Regions from separate parts of the Mus musculus genome. Here all the other regions are linked to region 3. Evidence: chromatin contacts called from public promoter capture Hi-C and targeted proximity ligation data. All regions are on one chromosome and are shown on one strand. The core of a region is the stretch at or near the end of the contact, and the rest is flanking DNA. Distances in the headings are between cores, read along the strand shown. Region 1 overlaps Exoc6 (exocyst complex component 6). Region 2 holds the start of Hells (helicase, lymphoid specific). Region 3 holds the start of Slc35g1 (solute carrier family 35, member G1). Region 4 holds the start of Cyp26a1 (cytochrome P450, family 26, subfamily a, polypeptide 1).

What was found. Promoter capture Hi-C pulls out the DNA fragments that hold promoters and counts their contacts.
Region 1: a contact with region 3 is called in a targeted proximity ligation map of pancreatic cancer cells. A contact is called at or near these places in 3 of 39 promoter capture datasets (hippocampal neurons, liver and pre-B cells) and 1 of 130 datasets of targeted methods (pancreatic cancer cells).
Region 2: a targeted proximity ligation map of pancreatic cancer cells shows a contact between it and region 3. A contact is called at or near these places in 1 of 484 Hi-C or Micro-C datasets (embryonic stem cells), 4 of 130 datasets of targeted methods (embryonic limb bud, microglia, neural tube and 1 more) and 2 of 9 other capture datasets (adipose tissue and embryonic stem cells).
Region 4: a promoter capture Hi-C map of liver shows a contact between it and region 3, with 2.5 times the contacts expected there. A contact is called at or near these places in 5 of 39 promoter capture datasets (embryonic stem cells, hippocampal neurons, liver and 1 more), 2 of 484 Hi-C or Micro-C datasets (embryonic stem cells and liver), 1 of 130 datasets of targeted methods (stem cell-derived neural progenitor cells) and 1 of 9 other capture datasets (adipose tissue).

What each region holds. Positions count from the first base shown.
Region 1 is chr19:37,675,481-37,678,180 of GRCm38.p6, reverse strand. The region is part of intron 20 of Exoc6 (exocyst complex component 6); the gene reads right to left. Gm32342 (a long non-coding RNA gene) reads left to right here. Exons shown (of 3, transcript XR_003952929.1): 3 at 1-794. Among named protein-coding and RNA genes, the nearest start is that of Cyp26c1, 8.8 kb to the left of the region's middle.
Region 2 is chr19:38,929,683-38,932,382 of GRCm38.p6, reverse strand. It overlaps Hells (helicase, lymphoid specific), which reads right to left and starts at 1,393. Exons shown (of 22, transcript NM_008234.3): 1 at 1,308-1,393; 2 at 871-992. The coding sequence starts at 975.
Region 3 is chr19:38,394,664-38,397,363 of GRCm38.p6, reverse strand. It overlaps Slc35g1 (solute carrier family 35, member G1), which reads right to left and starts at 1,384. Exons shown (of 3, transcript NM_175507.3): 1 at 1,063-1,384. The coding sequence starts at 1,249.
Region 4 is chr19:37,696,372-37,699,071 of GRCm38.p6, reverse strand. It overlaps Cyp26a1 (cytochrome P450, family 26, subfamily a, polypeptide 1), which reads right to left and starts at 1,264. Exons shown (of 7, transcript NM_007811.2): 1 at 974-1,264; 2 at 557-781; 3 at 1-291. The coding sequence starts at 1,162. Gm32342 (a long non-coding RNA gene) reads left to right here and starts at 1,526. Exons shown (of 3, transcript XR_003952929.1): 1 at 1,526-1,912; 2 at 2,209-2,344.

The DNA.
Region 1 (2,700 bases), core at 166-2,665, 720 kb after region 3:
GCCCAGAGCGTGCTCTGTCCATCAGGCTCGGCTCAGCAGATCAACCCACCTCTGCTTCCTGAGTGTTGGTATTAAAGGCTTTGCCCCACTATGCCTAGCCTTTTGAAAAATACATCTCTACTGAAATGAAAGGGTAACACAAGACCAGCGCTTTATTCCAGGCCCCACAGGGCTCCACTCAGGCCTTCACCCCACACCCTGCCGTTGCCTTGGGAACCCCCTCTCCTTGGGGACCCCCTCTCCCTGGGGACGCCTTCTCCCTGGAGACCCCCTCTCCTTGGAGACTCCCTCTCCTTGGGGACTCCCTCTCCTTGGGGACCCCCTCTCCCTGGGGACGCCTTCTCCCTGGAGACTCCCTCTCCTTGGGGACCCCCTCTACCTGGGGACGCCCTGTCCTTGGGACCCCCTCTCCTTGGAGACCCCCTCTCCTTGGGGACCCCCCTCTCCCTGGGGACGCCCTCTCCTTGGGACTCCCTCTCCTTGGGGAACCCTCTCCCTGGGGACTCCCTCTCCTTGGGGACTCCCTCTCCTTGGGGACCCCCTCTCCTTGGAGACCCCCTCTCCCTGGGGACGCCCTCTCCCTGGGGATGCCCTCTCCTTGGGACCCCCTCTCCTTGGGACTCCCTCTCCTTGGGAACCCCCTCTCCTTGGGGACTCCCTCTCCTTGGGACCCCCTCTCCTTGGGGACTCCCTCTCCTTGGGGATCCCCTCTCCTTGGGGGGGACTCCCTCTCCAAGCTGTCCGGGTTTCACAGGATGCTGCATTTTTAATATTAAAGCCGCTATTACAGAAAACATCACTCCATTTCAAGTGTTGCTTCCTTCAGATGGCAGTGAACAAACAAAACAATAAATCCTTTAGTCCTATGGGGAGGGGGACAGTAAGACATGGTCTCAACACGTGAATTTATTAGTTACCATGGATACATAGAGTTCAAAGATGTAGCCTGAACATGAACAAAAACAAAGCATCACCACATTATCCAAAAGCAACTCCGCAAATGCTTATTAAAGGATAAAGTAAGGCACATGGTAATAAGGATCAGTATTAAGCTCTGTAAGTGGGTTTGTTCCAATAGCCAAGCAAGATGCTTCTTCAAGTCTTTTGGGAGGTAATCAAGGTATGGATCACATAAAACCAAGGAACAAAATAGCACGTTTCCATTCCATCTCAACCCAGTCTGAAAGACCACTTAAAATTAGCGTCCCTTTTTCAGTAAGGATTCAAAGTTACCCTGGAGAACAACTGTAACACATCAGGTGGAGTCCTGCCAACATCTGTAAGTCTGTTCTACATTTTACTTCCTTGGTGCTTCCTGTGTGTCCACAAACAAAACCATCAGCTTAAGGAATGCCATGGTTGCACAGTGGTCCCATATATATGCTGGAAATAGTTGAATCACTTCAGAATCACTGAGAATTCCTCCATGCTGATCCATCTCACTGGCTGACAGTGTCCCATCCTATGGACTTGTTCAGAATCTGTAGATTCTTGGAGTCTCAAACCTGTGAATCACTCTGTGCAAACAGCACAATGCAGGCAGACTTAAAGCCATTCTATGGAGCCTTTGTAAAACCAAATCCACGGTGCCGGGTCATTTTTCCTTGAATCTGGTTTAGTTTTCTTTGTTTTTGGTCTTTTGGAGTTTGCTTTTGATGCACCTCAGGGGCAGTGACCCAAGACAGAAGATAAATAAGAGTCAAGAGAGAAGCAACTGGGGACACCAGGTTTGCTTTTGTAAATGTGAAGAGTGACCTGGGGGCTCAGGCAGCGTTAGTCCCCCAAGTTCCCTTTTCCAAACACTAAATCCACCTGGGACCTCAGGGTTGCTCTACAAAATCCAAAAGTAAACCAGAAGATCGGTTTTCCTTCGCCTTCAAGACACAAAGCTGACACAAGGTTCCTAGAGCGCTTCAGAGACTTTAACAAGTCCTAAGCCCAAGACAACACTGAGGATGGACACTTGCCCTCCAAACAAATCCCCAGTAATTGGCTACTGGGAATTGAAGAAGAAAGCACTTACTGAGCAAGCCACACTGGGCACCAGACTTTCCTCTTTCTGTGAAAATACCACATTAGGAAAATTCTAGATGAAGCTTAGGAGAGAATTTTAGATAGAGTCACAATAAACTTAGTCAAAATCCACACAAAGGGCTAGTGGTGGGCTTCAATCAATAGAGTGCTGGCCTAGCATGCATGAGGCCTTGGATTCAACCCCCGGCACCTTAGAAACCCTGGCATGGTGGTGGACTTTGTAACCCCAACACATGAACAGGAGAGGCAGGAGTTTAAGCGTACACTACAAAAAAACACTCTGTTTTAAAACACAAAAGTTTTCCTTTTGCTTCCTCTTTGACTTGTCTCCCAAGGTTAACAGCCTTTAAGCTGTCTTTACCCAAGTCTTCTCTATTCAAATGTCCATTTCCCAAGCCTGCTTTCAGCCGTGCCTTCTGCTCCCTTCTGCTCTCCCTCTGTGGGGACTATGGGTGAGCTCAGGGTGCTGTGTGCCGCACTTGTTCACAAGCATCAGCCTTTAAGTCATTCACTGTGGAAGCAAAATATTCTTGAAGCATGTCTCTTCTTCCTCTCTCTCTCTCTTCCTCTCTCTCTCTCCCTTCCTTCCTCCCTCTCTCTCTCCCTTCCTCCCTCCCTCCCTCGCTCCCTTATTCCCTCCCTCCCTTTCTTCCTTCTTTCCTTTCT
Region 2 (2,700 bases), core at 144-2,643, 540 kb before region 3:
AGAACTTCCCATGATTATATCACCTTTTCTTGCATATGCAACAACTAAGCAGCAGGGTGGTGGCACTTCATAGTACTAATCAAGAACTAAACTTGCCAAATGTTAAAAGCTGCTTTCACTACGTTTTAAAAGATTCTGTTTTTTAAAGAAATGTACAAATACTGTAACTTACCATGAAAACATACACCTCAATTTTAGCTAAAGAACCTTACTTGTAGAAAACTAAAACAAATTGATTACTTAGGCAGCAAACAGTAATAAATTGCTAAGAAATCCTTAGGAGAAGGGAATGATATGCACACTCCAGTAATCCCAGCCAGCACTGGGAAGCTAGGCAGGGGGACCCTAGGATATGAAGGCCAGCATAATACTGTCTCAAAAACAAACCCAACAGAAAAATAGAGGGGAAGGGAATTATCAGTAGACCCGGCTTACAGCCCAACCGTTGATTAATGTCAACGTCTACCACCTCTGTCTACTAATACATACATTATGACTCGGGGCATTAAAGATTAATAATGTTGGCCATTAGGCATACAGTGAGAGAACATATTTTAAAAGCCAATAAAGATGGCAAAAGCAAGCAAACACTTACCAGTGACTCTTGACTGAATCTTAGTAGTCAAAAAAGCAATCTGAAACGTCCACTCAAAGATAAGTTGCAACCTACCCCGCCCAGACCACACTTCAGAAACCTATCTATCATTCAAAGCCCACGCCAAGATTTCCACTTTACAAGTACGGAGAAGCCAAGTGGCCAGGGCTGCTTGGAAGTTCAAGGAGAAGCAAGTGGGGGAGGCAGGCGGGGAGGCAGGCCGGGGGTGGGGGTGGGGAGCCGGGGAGAACCGCCGGCCGTGGACTTTACATTACCTCTTCTAACATCTTCCGCTCTTTCTCAAGTCCCGCAGCCTCGAGCTGTTCCTCCTCCTCCAGCATGGCTGGAGTAATCACCGCAGGCTCCGTTTGTTCGGCCATCTCTGGAGCCAAGGACCCTAAGGGAGCACGGCGGGGGCTTTCAGAACGGGATTCAAGTTACAACCCCCGAGTTCCAACTTCGGGAAGCCACGGCCTTCCCCCTCCCTGGCCGTCTGCATCGCCGGCCAAAGCCACGGACAGCGTCTGGGTGGCAAAGCCGGTCGGCCGGGACCCAGCTCGTGAGGAGACCTGTAAGGGAGACGTGGGGGAACGCTTCCGTGCCACCAAGCAGACCAGGTCGCCGCCGGCGGCTCCTCACGCCTTTTCCCCTCCTCAGCCCGGACCCCGGCGAGCTCCCTCCCCGGGGTGCAGCCTTCACGCCGCCGGCTCACCGCTGCTGCTCGCGGGCGGCTCCGCAGGCACGGCTGGACACCGGCCGGGGACCCAGTCGCCTCAAACGCCGCGAGCTAAATCCTCACACCCCGCCGGCTCGCTCGCCCCGCGGCGCAAGAAATTCGCGCGCTTCTCTTTCGCGGGAAAACCCGGTGGTCTCGCGAGACTTCGGGCTCCCCGCCCGCTGCAGACCTCGGCTCACGAGATTTGGACGCGCTTGGCTTTGCTTTCCGCCTCTCCCCAGGAGGGATGCGTTAAGCCTTTACCTGGACCCAGGCAAAGGGGGTGTAGCTAGCTCCAGCCTTGAATGTCGCCCGTGGTCACAGAGGCGCCGCAGACCGTAGTGGCCCCGATCGCCCCTTTCTTATTTAATGATGGTCCCGAGTTGTTCGGCGGGTGCAAGACCTCTTCACACACTGGATTGTTTGAACGCCCCCAATACCTGTCCTTTCGGTAGGTGAAGGTCGATGTTAGGGTGTCAAAAACGGCCAAGCTCGCTGGACCCTGACCAGTTGTAGTTCGCGGTTTTTCGTAAACTTCCTTTCCAAATAACTCTGAGGAGTGGTTTGTGAGTAAGAAGAAAGATGAGAAATTAAGATTATAGCTAGTTCAGGGGGGAAAAAGTATTTAGGATAAAATAGCGAGTGATAAACTGACTGAGAGGAACGGAGGAGAGAACAAGGTCTGTAGGTGTAGCGGAGTTGGTGTAATGCCTGCCCACAGGGAAAGGCTCCCTTGTCATCTCGCGCAGTGGAGGTCCAGGCACAGGATTAGGACTTTTGGAAGGTCAGTGATCCTTGGTTTACAGACACCCTGGAGCCCTGGAGTACATGAATCTTTAAAAAAAAAAAAAAATTTTTTTTTTTTCAGAAAACAAATAGACCGCTAATAAGAGTGGGTGCTGAAGGGTTTTTCTCGTGGCCGTTTTGCTTAGGTTTCAATTCCTTTTCTGCAATGCTTTACGCACGGAGAAGAAAAGTCCTGCAAATTGTCCGTTAATCTCTATGAGTACCAAGTCGCATTTGTAAGCCTACCCACACACCTCTAAATATGCACACTAAATAAAAATGTAAAGAAAAATTTAAGAGAAAAAGACATGGCTTTACCATAACCACCTTCGGGGGGATCCTCTATTTTAAAAAATAAGATTTTATTTGCGACAGGGTCTCACTATGCTGCGCTCCTCCCCCCCTGGTCTAGAACTTGCTATGTAGATTATGCCACCCTTGAACTCATAGAGCCCCACCTGCCTCTGCCTCCCACGTGCCAATGTATGCAACCATGCCTTGATGGTCGGCTTCCCTTCTAGGTCTTTAGGAAGAGCAGGTTGATTTGTCCAGAACAAGAGTTGGAGCACAGTGCAAATTCATTTGGTTCTCACAGAACAGACAT
Region 3 (2,700 bases), core at 135-2,634:
ACTTGTCTTGAAATTGAAGGGCAAGATTCCTGGGCATTCACGATGTGCTGACATTTTTAGCACGTGCTGCCTGAGTAAGTATGCAGACCCCTTCATTCATGCCCGAATGGAAAACTAAAGAGTTTGCAAGGCCCAGTTCCACATTAGGCCAGAATGACATCCACCCATAGGGTGACTAGAAAAAAAACTGACCTCAGGAGCTCCCGGGTTAGTCAGCCCAACATGGGGTAACCTATCCATGCAAACAAAATCAGAAACCCGAGATCTTTTCTCTTTGCTTTCAGGACAGAAATGTAGCAATACTCATCTCCCCGAGACTTTTCTCTCTTAACTCAGAAAAACACAACTAAGAAGGTAGGAACCTGAGTGGGACAAGAGGCACAGAAGTCGTAGGGCATATTCAGGGGAAGAGACCCCGGAGATTAGATTGAGAAAGGTCTAAAAGATGGGCTTCTTACTGGAAAGCTATTTAGTGGAAAGGGCCCTAGGCAGACAGAGTCTCTGGCAAAAGTAGAGAGCCTTACCTAGTGCTGTCTGGACCTGCCCTACCCAGACCTTGGCAGATGGAGGTGGGGTGAGACCGAATCCCGAACCCCCATCTTCCACGGCCTCTCTTTACTTCTTTGTTAGGGGAATTTGAACGAAAGTTAAGGGTTCTTCACCGAGGCTCCTCGCAAGGTGTACCTCGTTTTAAGCCAGTAGCTAAAAAGTCCCCCTGTCCCCCCAAAGCTTGAGGGTCAGTGGTCCACTGAACTCTTCCTCTCTGCGATGCTGAGATTCCGTGACAAACACTTCCAGAACTCCAGTCTTTCCAACTTGGTTCAGGAAGATCGGTTTACACCCACGATGTGGGTTCCAAGTCGGCTTCCTGCCACCCGCTGCCTGGCCCCTCTCGGTGACCTTTCACCTCTGACTGCCACTGGACTGCGAGGTCCTGTCCCCCACCCCCCCACCCCCCACCCCCCGTCACCAATTTGGGGTTATTAACACTCGGAAACTTTCTGGGTCTCGGCTCAGGCCGGTGCGCAGAGGACCAGACCGACCCCGCCCGCCCGCACTCACCGGGCTCCCCACGCGAGCCGCACGCCCAGGCTCCACACGGCCAGCACCTGCCGCGGCCAGGGGCGCCCTCCGCCTCGACGTCCACGTGCTCCTCGCCGGGGGACGCCGGGTCCGCGAGCTGCAGCTCGGGCTCGCGCAGCTCCACCGCCTCGGCTGCAAGCTCCGCCGCGCTCTCCGGGGGCCCCATCCCGCAGCCCGCGCTCTCCCCGCAGCCGCGCGCCTTCTGGCGCCCGCAGCTGCCGCCCGGCCGCTCGGCTCTTCCGGCCCCCGGCGAGCCGGTGCGTGTGCGCGTGCGCGTGCGCCCGGCTCCGCGCGCTTGTCCTCCGCTGCCCTCCCGCCCCGGGGAGCCCGCCGCCTGCGCTCGCTCGTGCTCTCCGGCTGCGGTGGCTACAGCTGGCGCGGTGACTGTCCCCCACCCCCACCCCAGGGCAGTCGGGCTAGACAGCACACTGGTCCTCCTCTGTCTTTGCACAGACAGGGAGGGACGCTTGGTTCTCAGCCCTGGCGCCTCGGGTCTTGGGGCCTTCTGCTGCTTTAGAAAGACTGTACCTCTGAGCTGGGCGTGGTAGCCCACGCCCTTACTCCCAGCAGTTAGGGACAGAGGCATGTGGGTTTGTGAGTTCAAAGCCAGCTAAGGCTGTATAGTGAGACGCCCTCCCTAAATAAATACATGAATTAAATTAAATTAAATTAAATTAAAAGGGACTGAGTGTCTGTTTACTGATATGGATCACCTCTGTGATGCCCCGAGGACTTCTAAGCATTATGTGAGTTTTTAAACACACTTCGACCTGTCCAAGAATTTAAGGTGTAAACATAAAGATTGAAACATAAAATTGAAAAGGAGGGCTCTTTAAAAATGCAAGGCACCTGGGTGTGGTGGCAAATTGAGTGAAGAGGATCTTTGTGACTTCAAGGCCAGCCTGGTCTACAGAGCGAGTTCCAGGAAAGCCCTGGCAGCACAGAGAAACCCTTTCTCCACAAAACCAAAACCAACCATCCAAACAAACAAAAATTGCAAGGCAAAGGGGGCTGTCTCAACAAACTGAGACAAGTAGCTACCTCAGCTCTGTTAGCTCCAGATTTCAAAGAAAGAGACCGATATTCCAAGTGAAGGGCCTAGGCGGGGTAAATTTTACTCTTGATGAACTAACCAGTACCCCGAGCTCTTGACTCTAGCTGCATATGTATCAGAAGATGGCCTAGTCGGCCATCACTGGAAAGAGAGGCCCATTGGACACGCAAACTTTATATGCCCCAGTACAGGGGAACGCCAGGGCCAAAAAGGGGGAGTGGGTGGGTAGGGGAGTGGGGGTGGGTGGGTATGGGGGACTTTTGGTATAGCATTGGAAATGTAAATGAGCTAAATACCTAATAAAAAATGGAAAAAAAAAAAAGAGGGTGTACTCTGAAGATGGAACTCGTAGACAGGAAATGCATTTATTTTTCATTCCCCCTTAGATGGGACTTCGTCTTTTTCCCCATTGGCTGGGGTCAAACCTCACAGTCTTATTCCATCGCCAGTTTTTTAAGAACTGGCCCTCTTGAAATGAAGGAAGAAGGGGAAAGGGGAAGCTGATCTTTGGTTCTGCAATTCCTGGAATATAGCACTGGGCTTTGTGTAAACAGACATTTTAA
Region 4 (2,700 bases), core at 15-2,514, 700 kb after region 3:
CCGGTACAGGCCGCTAAAGGGCACGTCAATGGGAAGAGAGAAGAGATTGCGGGTCATCTCCTCGAAAGCCTCCACGAGCTGCTGCTCGTCCTCCCCGCCGCCCGCTGGACCCGGCTCGCAGCCCAGCAGGATGCGCATGGCGATGCGGAACATGAGGCGCTTCACCTCGGGGTAGACCAGGAGGCCGCGCTCGCCGCAGCTTAGCCACTGCTCCAGACAACTGCTGACTTCCTCAGCGATCACGGGCACGTAGCACTGGAGTGCCTCGCGGCTGAAGGCCTGCATAATCACCTGAGCACCCCCCAGGAGCAGAGAGTGTTACAATCCTCTACTTTCCCTCAGCCCCCCCCCCTTCGCCTTTCCGAGTACCCTTTCAAGAATTTCAGTCCCCCCAGGACTAACCCACGTGCTAGCAGAAAAGCTAAAGTGGATCTCAGATAGAGAGGGTCCTGGTCCCCACCACATAGGACTAGCCCTCGCCCCGCATCTATTTGCCTGAACCAAGCCATAGGATGAGGTCTCCCTGCCAGCCAAGGAGTTGCCAGCTCACCCTCACCTTCTTTCGCTGCTTGTGCGAGGAATCGTGCAGGTTGGAGAGGCAGCCAGCGCCCAGGATGGTGCGCACCGACGCGGGCCAGTGCACCGACACCAACCGGTGCTCTCCCAGCAAGATGCGCCGCACATTATCCGCGCCCATCACCCGCACCGTGGGCCGCCCAAACAGATGCGTCTTGTAGATGAAGCCGTATTTCCTGCGCTTCATCTGCAGAAACTTCCTCCGCTGAGAGGGAGGTGGAGGAGAGAGACCCGCAACCCGCATGAGGGGGCGCCGGGGAGCATCTGGTCTCCGTCTAGCCCCTCTTCCAAGCCGTGGTCGCCTCCCTCGCGAGGACACTTATCCCACCTTCAGCCCAGGCCCAGAGCTGAGGCGGACTCCGGGGGAAGCGTCAGGTCCCTTCCCGAGCTCCCTTACCTGAAGCACCATCTGCAATGTTTCCCCAAAGAATGGGAAGCCCATGGTACCGGGGGGCAAGGGGAGGGCGCAGCTGCGATCGCGGCTGCTCACACAGTACAGGTCCCAGAGCTTGAGCGCCGCCAGGAAGAGCAGCAGCGGCAGCACGAAGGTGCAGAGCGCACTGGCCAGCAGCGCCGGGAGCCCCATGGCACGCTTCAGCCTCCCGCGCCACCTGCCGCCGCCGCCCTAGCTCCGAACCCCGCCGCGCGCCCTCTTTATAAGGCCGCCCAGGTTACTGCCCACGTTACCTTGGTCAGACAAATTAGTTCACCCAAAGTTCATCTTTAATTGCGGATCGGGCCCCTGGCTCCTCCCCCCTCGAGGCGCTGCCCAAAAAAATCTTTAACCGTTTGTTCCGCGCCGAGGCAGAGGCGGCGCACTGGCGGCTTCCCTCTGAGCGCGCCTCCTGGGGGTGCGGGACTAGGAACACCTCTTTCCTTGTCCTAGGTGTGCAGAGCTCCGAGTTACCACGGTGCGGCTTCGGGCGGGGGAGGGGGCGGGGGGAGTGGGTTGTGGATCGGGGTTCCAAGAAGTGGGAATTTGGAGTCCTGGGTTTCCTAGCTGTCTCTCTGCTGTCCCTCGAGCCGGGTCGAACCAGCTGCCCGAGCCCGAAGCCTTCCCAGCTCACCATTCACAGGCGCCTCGTGGGCTCTTTTCCATTGGCTTGGAAAGCGCGTTCAAGAATCATCGTTCAATGGACTTGACCCACCGGTTGAGTAAATGAGATTCCAAACGCTTCCTGATCTGGGAGGATCCCAAGAAGATCCCAGGGCGAGGGTCCTAGCCGGTCTCGGAGGTCAAGTATGACTGGCGGATCGTGGACGCTAGCTTTCCAGGGCCCCACAGGCGAGCCAGCGCATGAAGACTTGGAAAATCCTGCTTTCGAGTTCAAAGCAAGTAAGCCTCCAGGTCTCTGGGACCCCCAGGTGCAGCCTTGCACATGCCTGACTCCCTTCTCTAAGCCCTGGTGGGGTACTAAGGAGACCAGAGGCTCCAAAGTCAACCTCCACTGTAGTAATACCGCCAAGCCGGCCCAATTCCTATAGCCCTGGGGCTTGCAACCTCAGCCAAGCGGCCGGGAAGAGGGCCCCCAGTCCAGGCAGATATGGGGAGGAATACAGGGAGGAAACCCCCCTTTCCACCTTGGCTCGCCTGTATCTTGGGTGAGTCACCAGGCTGTCTGTTTCTCTTAGGACAAAGTTGATCGTTTCCACTTCGTCTACACCACAAGGCAGCTGTGAGTTCGCTAATAGAGTGGTCTGGTTTCAGGGTTCTAGAACCTTCCCTCTACTCTCCCAGATCCCATCCACTGTAAAGCCACGGAGCCTGGTAAGAGGGTTGTTTGGACCTATGCTTCTGGCACAGGCCATTGGGAACGTTATGGGAATCCACTGGGGGTTGACTGTGAAACTTCAATCGTCAGCTCCTTCAGTCAATAACTAACGGGCACAGGGGAACTGCGTGGTGCGTGTGCGCGCGCGCGCGCGCGCGCACACACACACACACACACACACACACAAGGCTTCTCATGTCCTCCCGCCACAAAGCTTTGGCCAGTCAGCACCACACATTGCCTTGATTTGGGCACTGAATGCACCAGTGGCGCGGAAAACTAACAGAATGACGTGTGTTTGTTTAGAACTGAACATGGGCTCTAGCGAAAACACACCCGCAGCCCTTGGGAA